Regions from separate parts of the Arachis hypogaea genome. Here region 1 is linked to region 2. A link is a contact called in public Hi-C data. All regions are on one chromosome and are shown on one strand. The core of a region is the stretch at or near the end of the contact, and the rest is flanking DNA. Distances in the headings are between cores, read along the strand shown. Region 1 holds the start of LOC112780075. Region 2 holds the start of LOC112780132 (putative expansin-A17).

Region 1 (2,700 bases), core at 115-2,614, 160 kb before region 2:
TTATGCAGAACAGCATTAGCTTCCTCATTCGAGGCATCAATTGCACGCAATTCTTTAATTTCTTCCTGCCATTTCTCCACTTGCTCCTTATGAATCCTACACATTATGAGTTATCAGTTATAAAGAGTTTTACCATGGAAACCATATAAAACAACAATAAAAAAGTAAGAATAGGTATATGGGCTCAAACGTTTTCAGTTTCATAGCTCACATACATAATCAGTTTCTCCTCAAATTCATTGCTTAATTCCTTAAACATTGTTTTCCCTGATTCCAAGAGCTCAGATACCTAAATGCATACCATCATTTCAGCAAGGTCAAAACTCAAAATTGATTTCCATAAAGTATCACAAGAATATTCAGTGTGCTATAACAATTATACACATATATAGCTTTACCCTTTGAGTAAAATTCTCAATTTTCTCAAGAATAAGAGAGATATTCAGTTCCATTTCCTCAGATCCAGTAATGTTGGCCTCCATTTCTTCCTCTTGTACAGTACGTACTGAATCTGCTTCAGCTTTCCCCTCTTCTTCCCCCTTATTTATTACCAAAAATTGCAAAAACAATAAACAAAACTAAATAAATAACACACAGTACGGTGCCGAAGAGGACGAAAGGTAAAATTCATGAGAAAATTGTTGAAGGATAAAAATGAGAACCTCAGGTTTCAAGCGTTTCCTTGTAGCTCCATTCTCTGAGCTTTCCCTTCGAGTTGACATTGGTTAAACCTAAGCACACAATTTAACCATAAAAGATATTTTTGTTCTAAATCTAGATCCAACTTTATGCATATGAACCAAAAAATTAGAAAATTCAAAATTCATCTAATAATCTTTCTTTCCTTAAAAACAAGTCACACATAGTAGTGAACCGGAACTAACTAGTGTGAAACCCTAGCATAGAACGTAAATCCGAATTTTCCAAACTAGAACTACACAATAGAAAAAACGAAGTAGAGTTCAGGATTGAACTATTGCAATTGTGAATAATGTGATAATGATTTGAATGAGAACGTAAATGGCGAAGAAAATCCAAATTCAGAGCACTAACAACGAATATGGGAACGGTGTGACTGCGTAATGATTGATTGAATTGCAAGCATCAATTAATCCAAAGATATATCATAGAAAAGAAGACACTAAAAAGAAACAATAAATTGAATTTTCTCTCCGCTGATGGATTAGCGTGATTATACTTGTAAGACAGTAAGAGCAGTGAAAACAAGTGGAAACGAATTTTTACCGTTTAATTGAATTTGCGAAGATGAATAGCTTTGTTAATCTTGGAATTTCAGAGTAGCAAGAGAAGTATGTGAACGAAAGAGAAAAAGCAAAAGGACTAATATAGTCGTTCACGTTCATGATTTTGAAAGCGCGCGTCTTTTTTTTTTTTTACTCTTATGCTTTTTTTCGAGGATATTCCAACAAAAATCCACCTATCTTGTGGTTAATTTTTTTTATATGATTTACACATGTAAGTTATAGTGGATTATTGAGTTTTGGGGTGATATACATTATACACTCTTGTAATAAACTTTACTTTTTGGAAGCAAGGGAGAAGAAATTGAACCGTTCCATTTTTTTGCACAGAGAGAAAAAAATATAAATTGAACGATCCGATTTGTATGAAGTAAAAGTTGGACTGGACCGAAATTAGACTCACCAATTTCTGGGCTTGGAAATTTTTTTTAATGCTAGTGAACACTAATCGAACCCACCGATTTTGGGTTTGTAAAAAATTTGAAATTTGAAACGCGGTCGGACCGTCCGATTTACTTGTTCATGTATACATAAATTAAAATTGCACGGAACTCCCCACTACTTTTTCTTCGTCGTGAGTTTCAAATCTAAACTCATGTTCTTCTTCTCCCCACTATTTATTATTATGGACAGATTTTATTACAAACATACGAGGGAGTTTAATTTGTATGTGAAAATACATTAGATGTTATTCTGTTCACATTGTCATTTGAGAAATTAAAAGGTGTGATTTGTGAGAAGATAAATTCTCAAATATCTATGAGAATATCGTGTATTTTGTAAGGTATCCTTTATCAGTGTTTGGTGGGTTCGTTCAATTAATTTAAACAAAATACGTGACGGATGAAACGAGCATGCATAAAATATTTTTAACGATCTATACAAGTGTGCGAAAACATGTCGAACCCAACTAAACTGTATGATCCCAGCGAAATTACGGAGTAAAGGCAGAAATTTCTAGTGCACCGCTGCACCCGACTTGTCTCCAAACAGAATTGTCCCAAATAACATTATGTGACACTTTACGTACCTCTGAATGTGAATATCGTCAATCAACACTATGCGATATTTCAAACTCCCTAAATCACATCAATTTTATAAAGCTTCCTCTACAGTCCGTCTTCCTCGGTGCAACACCAAACTGGTACAAGCACTCGGCCTCCAAGGCCTCAAAACTACTCATAGTCGGTCCTATAACCAGAAGATCATTTGTCGACAGACCGAGAATTATCGCCACATCCTCCAACGTCACAGCACACTCACCAACCGAAAAATGAAATGTGTGAGTCTCAAGCCGCCATCTCTCGATTAGAGCATTAATCATTGTTGACTGGCATTGGATGACTCCAATCTAAAAAACATGATAAAAACCAATCTCTCGTAAATGCCTCTCAACAATTTGGTTGTCCGGATCCGACAGCATAAAGTGATCACATAT
Region 2 (2,700 bases), core at 28-2,527:
TAGACAGTGCAGCTCATTTTAGAACAGCCTCATTCCATTAATTTGGTTTAAAAAATTGATGTCTTTTTTTTTTTTTCTAGCATTACATATATCACATTATAATATTCTTATCTGTCAGGTTGGTTAGTCAAGCATTCAAATAGAATATATTCTAACAAAATAAATACTCTATTGTTTTAAAATAATTGTCATATTGTTTTTCTTGATATATTAAAAAATTAATATATATTTAAAAATATTTTATATCCCAATATATCATCCTTTAATATATTAAAAAGCTAAAATAATAATTATTTTAAACCGAATTATATTAATACTTAGCTTATACGGAAATGCAGGAAGTGCAAATTGCATTCACATTTCACTTGTAGTTTATTATGTACCACTAACGTACCACGGATCATAAAATTGACGAAGCATGTTCTTCGCTGCATAATGACATTTCGTGAATCACGCATTTCTCCTTCTAGAGAAAGACCAGCATTAATCTTTCATGTTAGAATTTGGAATTTATTTGAGTTTATACTTTATAGTTATATTATATAAAAGTTTTCAAATGTATTGTTTAAGTAATTTTAACCGTTAAATTTAATTAAGATATATTATATATATTTTTTATAATTAAGATATATTATTATATTTTTTATAATTAAAATTAATGGTTAAAATTATTGAAACATGAGTATACTTGGTACACCCGTACACTTAAAATTTTTTTTATATTATATCCGCTAAAAGTGTAAAAGTAGTGTTATGAATTTATAATACCATCAAAACAATATTTAAATTTATACTAAAATTTCGTACGAATTAAATTTATTTTTTTCAGGTTTTAGATTTTTTCTTAATTATAACCTAACAATAAAGCGAATCATGAAAGGGTTTTTCCTTTTTTTAATATAGTGTTATTAGTACATATTTTATATATATAGTAGTGTCATATATCGTACCATCTAAATTTAACAAAGTTTAGTTTTATTGATTATTTTTTAGTCTATTGAAGATGAATATTAATTATAGATTATATGTGCCAACTTCCAAGACGGCAGTGTTGAGATTCAACTACCCAACGTTACATTATTTGGAAGGGTTGAGTATTTTTCACACTTGTCTCACCCCATTGCTTGTTTCCTTAAAATATTCACATATGATACGATATTATGATGTGTCACATAATGGTTCATTTTATAACAAGAGAAATTTTCGGTCAACTCCATATTTTAGTCCATATTTTGAAAATGAGTTAGTTAACTACACTTATAAATAACCCTTAGGAGCTTTCCATAATCTTCAGCAGCAAACTAAGCAACTAACTAATTCTTGCGCCGACACAGAGTGTAAGAGATGGAAAAATTAATCTTCAGTGTTGTAATATTGCTTTTGAGTTTATTAACCACACAGCATAAAGTAGTAGCATCCTCATCGTGGCAACAAGCTCATGCAACATTCTATGGTGGAAGTGATGCCTCAGATACAATGGGTATCAATATAATAATACATCTACATTTTATTTTATTATTTATGTTTTCAGTTTGATTTTTACATTATAATCTAATAAGATTTGGTCTTTAAACTGTGTTTAGAACGAGATACATGTAATTAGGTGCTATTATATGATATGTTTAGTGTTGTAATTGCATGATATTCATCATAACAATTGATTGTTTTGGTGGCAATGACGAAAGATAATTTCGTTGTTGAGACGATTGCATTTGTTTATGGTGTCTCATGGATTAGGAATGTGGGTGATTATATTTATAAAGGCCATAGTATTTTTGTGAGTTATATTGTTTTGGGATTGTAGCGTGCCATAAAACTACTCTGCATGTGGGATCAAGATTCTTAAATGAACTATAAAAAAAACAGAACAAAAATATGACGAGACAAGACACTGAGATAGAGAAATGAAAAATATAGGTATTAGAATCATTTTTTTTAGATGTGCATAACATTAAACAAATAACAACTTTAATATTAGGCAATGCATGAATTAGACTATTAGAGGACATTGGATTAAAGTACAAAATAAGAGCATAAATACCTTATAAAAAGAAATGAGTAATTCAATTTGTGTTGTTTTGTTACTAGGTGGAGCATGTGGGTATGGAAATCTATACACTGATGGTTATGGAGTTAAAACAGCTGCATTGAGTACTGCTTTGTTCAACGATGGCAAGGCATGTGGTGGTTGCTATCAGATAGTTTGTGATGCAACAAAAGTGCCACAATGGTGCCTAAAGGGCACTGCCATCACAATTACTGCCACAAATTTCTGTCCTCCAAACTATGCACTCCCTAATGACAATGGTGGTTGGTGTAATCCTCCAAGGCCCCACTTTGACATGTCTCAACCTGCCTTTGAGAAGATTGCCAAGTACAAGGCTGGAATTGTTCCTATTTTCTACAGAAGGTATATTAACCATTACTATTGAAACAAAATTGTTCCAGAACCCAGATTTTGCATTAATTTTACAATCATATCAAGTGTATGTCAAAAATCAGTCATCAAATCAGCTACATGTATAAAATACATGTTCAATATAATATATACAATAAAAATAAGTTAAATAAAATATATATATTTATATATAAATACATAATGATTAATATGGTCGGTGATTTTCTATGTGCACGAAACATTTTTGTTAATTTTACTATTATAAAGCAGCATACGACGTTGATAGTTAGTTCTTTGATTAC

What was found. Hi-C and Micro-C count contacts between places; a contact is called where the count stands out from the background.
Region 1: a contact with region 2 is called in a Hi-C map of an unstated tissue, with 3 times the contacts expected there. The contact joins the promoter of LOC112780075 here to the promoter of LOC112780132 in region 2. A contact is called at or near these places in 2 of 8 Hi-C or Micro-C datasets (leaf and an unstated tissue).

Annotation. Positions count from the first base shown.
Region 1 is chr19:27,174,430-27,177,129 of arahy.Tifrunner.gnm2.J5K5, reverse strand. LOC112780075 reads right to left here and starts at 1,364. Exons shown (of 6, transcript XM_025824417.3): 1 at 1,246-1,364; 2 at 663-731; 3 at 399-539; 4 at 216-289; 5 at 1-96. The coding sequence starts at 722.
Region 2 is chr19:27,014,523-27,017,222 of arahy.Tifrunner.gnm2.J5K5, reverse strand. It overlaps LOC112780132 (putative expansin-A17), which reads left to right and starts at 1,277. Exons shown (of 3, transcript XM_025824472.3): 1 at 1,277-1,480; 2 at 2,089-2,410. The coding sequence starts at 1,345.